3 separate regions of the Mus musculus genome follow, and all the other regions are linked to region 3. Evidence: chromatin contacts called from public HiChIP or PLAC-seq and promoter capture Hi-C data. All regions are on one chromosome and are shown on one strand. The core of a region is the stretch at or near the end of the contact, and the rest is flanking DNA. Distances in the headings are between cores, read along the strand shown.

Region 1 (4,074 bases), core at 861-3,360, 550 kb before region 3:
CTGTCAACTCAGGACAGAGACTGCATAGGACTGTGACGGATTCTGCAGCAGGCGACAGACTCAGGTGACCTGAGAAGGTTGGGTCAATGAATCATAGGCCTTCCTGATCCAGCCTTGAAAGATGGCTGAACTCTATACACAGGCTCTGCAAATTCCTTGCTCTGAAAATCTGAGTGTGGGGATGGGGTGCAGGGGGTGTGGGGTCAGGGTGCAGGGGGGTTGTAGGGGTGGGGTACAGGGGGCTGTGGGGTCAGGGTGCAGGGGGACTGTAGGGATGGGGTGCAGGGAGCCACGGGGATGGGACGGGGTTCATTCTGTTATCACTATCTGTTATCTCTTCACTGTCCAGCCCTTTGGAAACCGCAAGCAGCCACGAGTTGGATGGGTGTGTAGTTGAAGTATTTTGTTTTTCCTCAATGCAACTTCCCACATCTAACTGAAGTCCTGGCAGCTCGCTAAGCAGACACAGTCACTGGGTTCTGAGTCTCCTGAGTGGGTGGCCCTGGTGCAGCAGTGACTGACTTCCTTTCTCTTAATTTGAACATCCAGCTCTGCTCTACCATAGCAAGAACACCCTCAGACCCGCTGCCCCATGTGACCGTGAGAGGACTTGGCGAGGTAAGAGTTACAGAGCCACAGGTGCCTGAATTCTTTACTCCTTTGTTTAGGGCCCCTGAGGGCTAGGCTCAGGACAAGGTGGCCTGGAAAGAGGGTGTGGCCGGGGGACTGTCCACACTGAGTCACAGCAGAGGAGGCTGTGGGCTGGGCATGTCATGGGAGAGCCTGTGTGCTGTTAGCATGGCTCTCCCGACATGGAACAGAAGGAGTCCATAGATAGTTGTTGATTGACCAAGGGAGTCACCAGGCGTGCCAGCAGCACCTCTAGTTGAGGTCATTGTGTGACAATGACATATATGATGGATGGGCACAGTGGTCACACAATGGTCCTTTCCAGCAACGGAGAACATGGCACACCATGGTGGGTATAGTGACTTGCAACAGGACCCTTCAGCAAGGACAGAGTCTATACATCAAACCAGCTACAGGAAAATGATTAGGGACCCAGACAGACAGAGACCCGAGGCACAGAGCCAGAAGGTAGTGGCCAGGTAGCTCTAAGGGCCACAGTGGAGTGGGAAGGACACCGTCCAACTTCGGGGCCACAGAGAAGAGGAGGGCATATTGGCAGCTGGAAGCAGTGTCTAACCTGGCTTCTCAGAGAGGGGCAGCAGTGGCCCAGGGGTGGCTGGGAAGGAGCCCCAAAACCCACAGCCTGGAGAGTCAGACTGGAGCTGAGCCCCCATCCCTCTTGCTAGAGGAGGCAAGAGAACTTTAAAGCACGGGGTGTCTTTACTCCTCTTACACTTTGTGTTCCCTCCCCTCCCGCTAGAGGTTTCTTCTCTTCCCACGGAGTCACCCGTGGCTCACGAGAGCCCCAGCCCATGTGTGTCCCCTTTTACCAGTACATCCCCCATGGGGACCCCATCTCCCCCACCCCCTGCCCTCCTAGAAGCCCTCTCATTTCCCAGGGTGAAGTTCCTTTCTCTCCGACACTGGCTTTCTCTCTGCCCCTCTCCGCAGGGGCTCTAACCCACTGTGTGTGTGTGTGTGGGGGGGAGGGGGTCCCAGTCTCCTTGGCGGCCAGGCCGCTTGTCTTGTCGTTTGTCGCCTTCCTTCAGGTGACCCTTCTCCCTTCCAGCCGACCCCTCCTCCTGAACAAGGTGTACTTGAGGGTAGACCTCGAGATTCCTTTGCTTAACTTCCAGGAAGGGAGGGCATAGCCTGCTGGAGGGTCGTGAGTCAGGCGAACTGACTCTGGGGGGTGACAGAGAGCCCACCCACGCAAAACCCGCCGCTTCTTCCTCTCACGCTGGCTTGCCACAGTGGTCCTCCTCCACCCACGCGCAGATAGCCAAGCGTTCTCACCGTGGGGCTGCCCTCAATCCTACCAGCCTTCAGCCGCTGTATGATCCCCGAGCCCTAGAACGCCATGCCTTCCCTCTGCGTTCCCAGCAACCCCTCTACCGGGTCCCCCACCCCCACCCCAGTCCAGGCCTACCTTCTGGGAACTGCCTCTGCACCTTCCTTCACTCAGCCTGTGGGCAACACTAGGCCCCTCCCTCCGAACTGTAACTCAATCCCAGCTCCCGCCTTGCAGGACACACCCCGTGCTCTGTGCAGCATGGACAGGGAGGGCATTCAGAGTTAGTCAGTCAATAAATATTGACCAAGCCGTCTGGGAGCCAGCCCCCTTCCCGTGGCCTGGTAGATTACTTCTTCGGTACCAGTGGGCAGAGAAGGCTAGGGGTGGAGGCCTGATCAAGGCTGAGGTGGACTGTGGAATACACCGATTTCTCATTGGGGAGCTCAAGTGGGCAACCGCCCCCCTACCCCCGCGGGTTGGGCTCCTTTTGGATCTAGAGGTTCAGACCACCATAGTGAGTCAAGTGATATGAAGGTCATTTTAGGAGGTGGAGGAAACGCCCGGGGCTGCCTCCCAGAATTTCTGACCCCGACCTCCCATCTCGGGCTGGCTGCCCAGCACAGAGGTCCCCAGGGAGCCTGATATCCATCGTGGGAGAGGCCGGTGGAGTCTACAGCAAGGAGATCCCTTCCACACCCTGGCTGCCCCTCTGTTACTCCTGATTGTGGGATAGGAGGACGCTGGAAATAGAACCTTCCAGAAATGCCTGGGACACAACTTTCCTTTACCTCCTGCCTGTCACAGCACAGATCTCAGTCACAGCCAGCGTCAGCCAGCACATGCCTTCCCTTCAACCCCACTAGATCCTGCCTGCAGACAGTATGCAAGACCTCTCTCTGCAGCGGATTCTTCACTTACAAAGTCTCATGGCTCAGGACTAGACACTCCAGAAACTCTGGGCCAGCCTGTGCCCAGTGGTCAGTGTGTGTATGTGTTTTATTTTGCTTTGTTTTGGTCAGACAGTGTCATACTGTATAGCCCAAGCTGTCCTGAAACTCACAGTCCTCCTGCCTCAGCCTCCTGAGGGTTGGGATAGACAGATGGACATATGCAAGAGACACGGTTGTGGGTTAGCTGTGTGTAAAGGAAGCCTGTGTCACGAGGAACTTGGCTAGTCCTGTGTCTGGCTCACAGTAGAGAGTGTTGGGCTTCCTCTGTGCTCTCAGTCACCTGTCCCCTGTCCCCATGTCCCGTGTCACCATCCCCTTTCCCCTTTCCCAATCTGCTGGACTCTCACTTCTGTGTGGCCAGTGTTGGCTGGTTCCGGTAACACCTTCCCCTTCTTCTCTCTCCATCTGTCTCTTCTGGGGTCTCTAAGGGTCAGCGTGTACACAGCCCAGACCTCAGTCCCTCTCCATTGTCCACTTTACTTGCAAGTTCCAGGCCCAAGGGTGAAAGACCCCTGGTTTCCCAGCCTCTTCCCCTCTCTCATCCCCCGACCCCCCACCTAAACATGGTCTTCTCCCTGGACTGGGTAGTCACATTGCTTCCTGCATACTGCCCTGCTCTGGGAGCCAGCTTCAGCCAGTTGGTGGCATGAGTCACCCTCTGTCTTGGCCTCCCTGGTCCTGCATCTTCCTTCTCACAGCCGCCAGAGGGACTTGGATTACATTTTTGTTGTTCTTGGATTTATTTATTTATTATTCTGTGTGTGTGTGTGTGTGTGTGTGTGTGTGTGTGTGTGTGTGAGAGAGAGAGAGAGAGAGAGAGAGAGAGAGAGAGAGAGAGAACTTTCACAGAAGTCATGGGGTGTGTGGAGTATGGAGGCCATGTGGAGTATGGAGGCCAGAGGGTCACTTGTGGGCTGGTTTCCTCCTTCCACTATGTAGGTCCCAGTGGATTTAACTCAAGTTATGAACTCCTTGAACAGCTGAGGATGACCACAAACTACTTAATGATTATCCTCCTCCAATACTGTGATCACAGTTTACCTTCAGGCCTGGTTCGTTCCCCTCCCTCTCTCCCTCCTCCCCGCTCTCTCCCTCCTTCCCCCTCCCTCCCGCCCTCCTTTTTTCCTTTGAGACAAGGTCTCTCTATATGTAGCCCAGGTTAGCCTCATACTTGTGGCAATCCTCCTGCTTCAGCTTCAG
Region 2 (4,297 bases), core at 1,057-3,556, 830 kb before region 3:
CCGTGTCCTACTCTATGTTCTAGTTCAGGTAAAGCAGGGGTTAGGACAGGGTGGGGGTGAATCCATCTGCACCTGTAACCCAGGACACCATGTAGGTAGAGAACTGCGTTTTCTCACCTCCTGCAGTCTCCAGGAACATCTAGGCTTCTGTGGTGACCCCCAGCCATAAAGTTATTTTTCATTGCTACATCAGAACTGTAATTCCGCTACTGTTAAGTATCGTAATGTAGATATTTGTGTTTTCCGATGATCTTAGGCGAACCCTGTAAAAGGGTCCTTCAACCATCCCACTTAAATCGGTGGAGTCTGTAGTCTTGCTCAGTGAAACCCAGGTTCTCGGAGAGAAAGTGAAGCTTCGGGAGGAGGGCGGGGGAGGGCCGGTGCAGGACCCGCAGGGGAGCTCACCCACGGAGATGTCTCCCAGCTGCTCAGGCTTTAGCCTCACGTCCTGGAGAACCGCGGTCAACACGGCCGACAGAAGCTCGTCGGGGGTGGTGTTCTGCAGGGCGAGGCGCAGCAGCGGTGAGCCCAGCTCCCGCATCCCCGCCCGGGGACTCTGCGGTCACCGGACCCCCGACGGCAGAATTCCATCCGCGCTGGCCGCCTTCTGCTCCCCTCGCCCGCCCGAGGGGCCTCACCTTGAAGCCTCCACGGCTGGCGCGGCCGATGGGGGTGCGCCGTCCGTGCACCACCACCACGTCGGAGGCCGAGGCCTGCGGGAACCTAGCGGAGCAGGGCGCAGCTTGCAGCGCGGAGCTCGACTCGGGCCGGCCGGCCAGGTGGCCCAGCACTACCTGCAGCCGATGCATCGCGGAGGTGGGTCCTACCTACTCGTTTAGGTTCTGGGTGCAGAGCTTTAGGAACAGGAATGATGGCAGGCGCAGGCGCAGGCGCAGGCGCGGGCGCAGGCGCAGGACAGCCTTCTACGTCGCAAGGCCTGAAAGGGGATCACAACCCCGGTAGAATGATACTGCGAGAGGTAGGATGGGGTCTTTAGAGGGCCTGCCCACTCCTAGGTACAACCAATTAGATTAAGGGGAGTCTGATTGAGGGCCGCCCACTCACCCCTTGCCCCAGAGTCCCGCCCAACGCCCGTCCTAAGACGCTTTCTCTCCACTCAAAGCCCCGCCCGCCAATCCTACGGAAGCCAATCGTAATGCGCACTCTTAATCCTCCTTGAAAGGCAGACTGGAAACTTCCAAGTTTGCACAACCTTTTGTAGACATTGGGGAAGGAGGTTTCCCAAACTTCTGGTTTCCTAGGATGAACTCAGCCTCAAGGGAGTCCCTCCCCTTGAGCTCAGCGCGCAGCCGCGTAGAAGGCGGAGCCCGGCCCATGGCTTCTCTGCTGAGCTAGCCCGAGAAGACCCTTGTCTCCCATCAAAATTTGCTGTGCTCAGCCCCGGGTCCCAAAACCGAGAACTGAGGACCTAGAAAATGTTGAGGCACCTAGTTAAGCCCCAACCGGGTTGGCTGTCACAGAAGCTCTCTCAGAAAACAAAGTAATTTTGGGTTCCGGGCTGGTGTGAAGAACCGATTAAGGTGCTGAACGGCAGGCAGGTTCTAACTGTAACGTGCCCCACTCGTCTTAAGCCTGTTGATCTACGTTTGTTTGGGATAGTGCCATTAGTGCCCACATTCCCCTAGGAATTCTACTAAACCCGGGGATGGGGGTGGAGGGTGGAGGGAGACCCAGTATTGGAGATTGACACCTAAATAGATTAACCAAGTGAATTAACGAAAAAATCTTCCTTGGGTCTAGACCCAACGTTAAAGAGTAAGGTGGTAGGTTCCGCGTGTTTTTTGCAGACCCCGGGAAGGTAGTGCTGTTTGTCTCAGAAAACAAAGGACAAGATACCCTAAATGCCAATTTATGGGCAAGGTCGTGGGCTTTCCCCTTTAAAAAGCAGAGTCACAAGTGACATCAGATAGCTAAAGGTAGACTGAGCCTTCGGGTTACTACTTCCGAAGCCAGTCTGTCTCTTCCCTCCCTACTACCAGAATATAAATTACTGTACAGAAGGGCTGTAACTCCTTCAAGTCCTAAACAAGGCTGATTGAGCTAACCATGCATAATAACCACTACCAGATCGCCTAGTCCATCCACCTTGATCGGTGGGCCAAGGCAGATGCCAGAGGCGGTTTATATAAATTCTCACACCTTCGAGGGGAGGTGAGCAAACGTTAGAAGCACAAGTGGGTTGACTTTTAGGCTGGGTAGTTCTGGCCCCGTAGTCTAGATTCTAGCAAAGGGCGGAGCTTCTCGGAAAGCGAAAGAAGGAGGGGCTGGCAGGAGACTTAAGGGAAGTAGGAAACTCCACAGGCGAGCGTACTGGACGGCACCGGGGGCCCAGGGTTGCCTGCCATGTCTGCGGGAGACCCCCGCGTGGGATCCGGGTCCCTGGACTCCTTCATGTTCTCCATACCCTTGGTCGCGCTTAACGTGGGAGTGAGGCGCCGCCTATCGCTGTTCTTGAACCCTCGGACGCCCGTGGCGGCCGACTGGACCTTGCTGGCGGAGGAGATGGGCTTCGAGTACTTGGAGATCCGAGAGCTGGAAACGCGCCCTGACCCCACTCGCAGTTTGTTGGATGCCTGGCAGGGGCGCTCTGGCGCGTCTGTCGGCAGGCTGCTAGAGCTGCTGGCCTTGTTAGACCGTGAGGATATACTGAAGGAGCTGAAGTCGCGCATCGGTGAGGAAACGTGCTTCCTGGCTTTGTGCCAAGGATCAACGAGGCTAGCCTTGGCATATTAATCTTGTTCATTTTTTTCTGGGGTGCGCTAGGGAGGAAGAGAGTGACAGTCGAATTTTCTGTCAGTATGCAGGTCAGCGTAGGGATTGGGAGAGGGGTCAAAAACCCTGAGGAAAGATGGAAAGAGCCTAGGCAAAGACCTTCAGTTGTACCAAGAGTCAAGATCTGCTTTTCTCGCGGTATCTCAGTTGTGTCAGGATCAACCGGACAAGTGAGGACCCCTTCCATCACTCACTGGCACTCAGCACAACACCCCCGCCCCGCCCACAGTGAGGTACACCTTGCTAGATGGGGGTCACCATTCTCATTGAGCACTAACTGGGTGCCTGAGCCCTTCTGACATTCAATCCTCTGCTCCGATTGCTCTGTGCCCTGCTAGATGCCCAGTTTGGCTCCATTCTCTAGAGCCTTAGAAAGGGAAGGCAGGAGGAAGGCTCAGAGAAGCAGGCTGACTTTGGAGTCCTCTCAGATGCTCATTTTGGGAGAGTCCAAAAGGAAGTGTTAGTTTGTAGAGCCATCCATGGTACCAGTGGCTGGGGAAGGCTCGGCCCAAGTAGGCCCTTTTTAAATTTTTTTTTTAACATTTATTTATTATTATACATAAGTACACTGTAGCTGCCTGCAGACACACCAGAAAAGGGCGTCAGATCTCATTATGGGTGGTTGTGGGATTTGAACTCAGGACCTTCGGAAGAGCAGTCAGTGCTCTTACCGGCTGAGCCATCTCGCCAGCCCCAAGTAGGCTCTTTAAACTAATTCAGGATTTTGAGTGTGTGTACAGCAGCAACCTGGGGCATGGGGGGCGGGGGTGTCGGGGATGGGGTGGGAGGAGGAGCCTCTACACCCTTCTCTTCTCCACAGAGGAGGACTGCCAGAAATACTTAGGTAAGCAGCAGAACCAGGAGTCCGAGAAGCCTTTACAGGTGGCCAGAGTGGAAAGCAGTGTCCCACAAACAAAGGAACTGGGAGGCATCACCACCCTTGATGACCCCCTAGGTAAGGGCCCAGTACTGTGCCCCTAGGTAGAATAGGTGGGCCACAGCCTCAAACATGTGACCTGCAGAGGGCATGGATACCGGAAGCAGATGGATGGACCTGGGACCTTGGGCAAGCTGCTCATTCTGAGCCTTGGTTTCCCCATCTAAGAAATGGGAATAATGGCAGTCCTCTCCCAGAGTGGTTCTGAGACTTTAATGGCATGCCTCCATCATAGTTAACCGGGATTTCATCTGGGAGGAAGTTATCTGTTCACTGGTAGAGAGGGCATGTATATGACATTGCTTTGATATGGATACAGGCCCAGGTTCCCTTGATGGAAGACTCCAGGTTGGGCTCCTTCCAGCCTTCTGCAGAGGCTGATTGATTCCCTTGTCCCCTGTCCTCAGGACAAACGCCGGAACTTTTCGATGCCTTTATCTGCTACTGCCCCAACGATATCGAGTTTGTGCAGGAGATGATCCGGCAACTAGAACAGACAGACTATCGGCTTAAGTTGTGTGTGTCCGACCGTGACGTCCTGCCGGGCACCTGTGTCTGGTCCATTGC
Region 3 (4,162 bases), core at 444-2,943:
GCGCCAGGGCTAGCAAGACAGTTCAGATGGTAAAATGCTTGCCTGAGTTTCCATCTCAGAATCCAGGTTAAAAAAGACAGCTGTGGTGGCACACTCTTGTACCCCAGTGCTCAGGAGGCAGAAAGGTGGATTCCCTCGGCCTGCTGGCCATTGAGCCCAGCCTATTTGGTGAGTTCCAGGCCAGGGGGTGTGCTGGAGAAATGGCTCAGAGGTTAAGAGCAATTGTTGCTCTTGCAGAGGACCAACCCACATAATGGTTCAACCATGCATGACAAGTTCCCTGGGATCCAACACTATCTTCTGGCCTCACACAGTGTACAGACATACAGACAGACAAGACACTCACATAAAGAAATCCAGAAATCTTTTTTAAATAGTAAAATAAAAAGAATAAAGCCCGAGGGATGAGGAATGACGACACCATGGTTGTCTTCTGGCTGCCACCTGCCCACGCGCGCACACAAGAAAAAAGAAATCGTGTAACTAAATGTTTTTGCATCCTAAATCTTCTCAGACTATGTTTCTAGAAACAGAATGCTGGGTCGTTATATTTAAACACCCAAACTGCTTCCCACTTAGCCAAACTACGACCTTTCTTGAGCCATGGGCTTTCCAGGTTTCTAACCATAAAAGAAAAGACGTTCGTGTTCAATCTACTGATATTCAGGGAGACTGGGGAGAGATTCAGCAGAAACCCTCCCCTCCCGTCCTTCACACCCTGAGTGCTGGAGAGGGGTAGTTTGTTTCTAACACGAACACGCCCCCTTTTCCCAGCCCGAAACCATACTCCCTTAAAAAGCAACGACCTTCCAGAAAAGATGCAAGAGCCCGGTTGCTGACAGGCTCGGTGCCCGTCCCGTTCAGTGTCTGCCCCTGAGCCCTGTCCGCCATCACCCAAGTTACACGAAGTGACTAACTCGTGACAGGCTTGGTCGCTGGACCGCCGCCCTCGGCTCCTGCGAGCAGCCTGGCCCGGGCAGGCTCGACTCTCTGCCTCGATCAGGGTTTGGAAGCAGGAGACTTACAGGGACCTGGTCATTCCGGGTGCGATGTCCAGGGAACCCAGAGGACATTGGTCATATATGGGGCAGAGGGCAGAGGTCACATATCACAAAGGATCTGGGTTGCCCCGCCCCCGTCACCACTCTAGAGTCAGGGTCTCTGACGGGCGAGAGAAGCTCCCCACGCAGGACCCGAACCCATCGCACCCATCTGTCAGACCGGGTCGGTCCTTAGAGGGGAAACTCCGAAGTCAAATGTCCCGACCGGTCCCGTCACCCTGCACAGGGACGGAGTTTTGGGAGAAACCAGGCCAGGGTTCCTACACCGGCTGGGTGGTCCCAAACCTTCCAGGGCTACGGTTTGGGGGGGGGGGGTGTTCCTGGGGCGGAGGTCAAAGGTCATGGGGAACTTTCGCCCGCTTCCCGGGCCTCGGCGCAGGGGGACGACGTACCTGAGCAGGGGCTAACGCCTGCTGCAGCTGCTGCTGCTCCTCGCTGATCTTCTGCTTCAGCTTCTTGAACATGGCGCGGCGAGGGGCCGGCAGCGTCTCTACCCGCGGGGCGGCCGGGCCCGGGCCTCGCCGCCTTCCTGTGGAGCTGGCGGGCACCTCGGGGCGCTCGTCGTGCGGGTGTCGGCGTCGCCGCCGCCGCGTCTCTTCTTTCTGGGTGCCCCTGGCTGGCCTCGGCCCCCCATCCAGCCCCGTCAGCGGCGGCGGCGGCGGCGACAACGGCAGCAGGTGAACGCGCCCCGGGCGCCTGCGCGGTCGACGTGGAGCTTGCCAGGGGCTTGCTACGGAGCGCCGCGGCGGACAATATGGAGGCGGTGCGGGTGAACGCGCGTGCACAGTGGCGTCTGCGCTGACTCTAGCGGGAGTCTTGGAGCTGTGCTGTCAAATAGGGAGCATCCCACCACTGAGCACCACAGTGAAGAAGGCTGGGGTGAGAGAGGATAGAGCTAGGAATGCAGAAGTGTATTCAGTGTCGTGTGGCACGATCGTTTAGAATTCTCTCGAAAGGTTTTTGGATAGTGGGTTGGATGGTATAGATGACTAGTTGGTTCGCTGGTTGGCCAGCTAGTTGGTTCGTTGGTTCATTGGTTCATTGGTTGGTTGGTTGGTTGGTTTAAAGAGAAAATCTGGGGCTGAGGGTGTAGAACGTTTGTTTACCTAGCATATGCAGGAAGGATTGGCTCTAGCCTCAGCATCGCATAAACTGGGTGTGATGGTGTATACCTGTAATCCCAGCATCCAGAGGTAGAAGCAGTAGGACGAGAAGTTCAAGGTCATTCTTGCCTATATGAATTTAAGGCCAGTCTGAGCTACAGTGAGATCCTGTCTCAAACATAAATAGTCTGGCTGAATTAGGCAGACTGGCCTTGAATTTGTTAACTAAAGTGATTTTCCTGCCTCCAGAATAGCTGAGGCCTACAGGTGCACAATTTTCTGCCTAGTCAGAATTATCTGCCTTTAGTGCTTAATATCTGTGGCTGCACTCCAAAGGAGCTGTCTTCCCCTACCTAGACTTTTCCATCTGCTGAGAACCCCCTACACTTGCACAACATAGAATATTTCTGAAACCTCTGCTCACAAAGACCCATATGACCTCGAAACTCTGGGTTCTGCACAAGCTACTACCTGGATGGCATCCATTCAGTTCTGATTCTTTGAACAGAACATTAAGAACTGGTGCATGGGGGTGTACACCTTTAATCCCAGCACCTGGGAGGCTGAGGCCAGGTGATCTCCGAGTTCCAGGCCAGATGGGCCTATGTTACATAGGGACACCCTGACTCAGAGAGAGAGAGAGAGAGACAGAGACAGAGACAGAGACAGAGACAGACAGAGACAGACAGAGACAGACAGAGACAGACAGAGACAGAGAGAGAGACAGAGAGACAGAGAAAACCAGATCCACAGGTTTAGGCCTCAGTCCCACAAGACTTCCAATGCCAGTCACATGCCAGAGGAGGAGATTCGTAGTCAAAAACCTAAGTGAAGGAGTCCTGTCTCTGGGCATATATACTACCTTGTCTTAGTTTGCCTGCAAGAATTCAAGTCAGAAAGCTGGAGACAAGAACTGAAGCAGAGCCAAAGGGGGAGTGGTGCTTGCTGTCCTGTTCCCAGTGGATCGCTCAGCTTGCTTTCTTATACAACCCAACACCACCTACCTGGGGTAGAACCACCCACATTAAGCTGGACCCTCACACTATCAATCATTAAACAAGACAATGCCTCCACAGAATTGCTTACAGGAAAGGTTATGAGAGCTTACATTTTAACCAGATGGCGGTGGTGGTGGTGCACAACTTTAATCCCAACACTAAGGAAGCAGAGGCACTTGGATTTCTTAAGTTTGAGGCCAGCCTGGTCTACAGAGTGAATTCCAGGACAGCCAAAGCTAAGACAGAGAAACCGTGTCAAACAAACAAGCAAACAAGCAAACAAAAAAACAAGAACAACAAGCAAACAGAAATACTCTAGCAAAAATAACCAATGGGGTGATTCCACATGAATAAAACTAGAGATGGGCAGTGTTTGGGTCAGAGTTCTTTCTCTAAAGGAGCAGAGCCAATGGAGTGGATATATAGACACATGGGATGTATTAGTCTGACTGACAGACCGTGGCCTGGGTAGCCCAACAAGGTCTGTCCAGATGTGAGGGCTGTCCAGATGTGAGGGCTGTCCAGATGTGGCTGATCTCCACAATTCTCCCTCACACACAGTAGCAGAGTCCACCAACAAAGAAAAGCCCAGAACTAAACAGGCTCACAGCTGAACTCTACCATACTTTTCAGAAATTGGCAATCTCGACAACCTGGAAGGAGCACAGCTCGTTAGTATTACACTAATGCCCAAACTAGATAAGAACACACACACAAAGAACACTGCATGCCAAGTTCCCTGATGAACAAAGGCACAAAATTTCTCAACACAATACAGATCAGATAAGAGCATTCGATGCTTTTGCATAGGACCTTGGTTTGGTTCCCAGCACCCAAACCACATGGTGATTCACAACCATCTGTAACTCCAGTTCTGGGGGCTCTAAGACTCTCTTTTGACCTCTGAGGACAGCAGATATACATGTGGTGCACAATCAGAAATGCAGGCGAAATACCCACACACAGGAAAACAAAAGCTCTTAAAGCTACACGCTACAAA

What was found. Promoter capture Hi-C pulls out the DNA fragments that hold promoters and counts their contacts. HiChIP or PLAC-seq counts read pairs in DNA pulled down with a chosen protein or histone mark.
Region 1: a contact with region 3 is called in an H3K27ac HiChIP or PLAC-seq map of extraembryonic endoderm stem cells, with 4 times the contacts expected there. The contact joins the promoter of Vill here to the promoter of Golga4 in region 3. A contact is called at or near these places in 6 of 39 promoter capture datasets (the C10 cell line, cranial neural crest, hippocampal neurons and 3 more), 3 of 115 datasets of contacts at active chromatin or transcription factors (extraembryonic endoderm stem cells, kidney and pancreatic cancer cells) and 1 of 9 other capture datasets (embryonic stem cells).
Region 2: a contact with region 3 is called in a promoter capture Hi-C map of pre-B cells, with 4 times the contacts expected there. The contact joins the promoter of Myd88 here to the promoter of Golga4 in region 3. A contact is called at or near these places in 2 of 39 promoter capture datasets (liver and pre-B cells), 2 of 115 datasets of contacts at active chromatin or transcription factors (bone marrow-derived macrophages and embryonic stem cells) and 1 of 9 other capture datasets (adipose tissue).

What each region holds. Positions count from the first base shown.
Region 1 is chr9:119,050,814-119,054,887 of GRCm38.p6, reverse strand. Vill (villin-like) reads right to left here and starts at 2,110. Exons shown (of 20, transcript NM_001164567.1): 1 at 2,060-2,110.
Region 2 is chr9:119,338,027-119,342,323 of GRCm38.p6, reverse strand. It overlaps Myd88 (myeloid differentiation primary response gene 88), which reads left to right and starts at 2,306. Exons shown (of 6, transcript NM_010851.3): 1 at 2,306-2,692; 2 at 3,614-3,748; 3 at 4,138-4,297. The coding sequence starts at 2,365. Acaa1a (acetyl-Coenzyme A acyltransferase 1A) reads right to left here and starts at 1,030. Exons shown (of 12, transcript NM_130864.3): 1 at 639-1,030; 2 at 406-499. The coding sequence starts at 809.
Region 3 is chr9:118,503,849-118,508,010 of GRCm38.p6, reverse strand. Golga4 (golgi autoantigen, golgin subfamily a, 4) reads right to left here and starts at 1,693. Exons shown (of 24, transcript NM_018748.3): 1 at 1,454-1,693. The coding sequence starts at 1,525.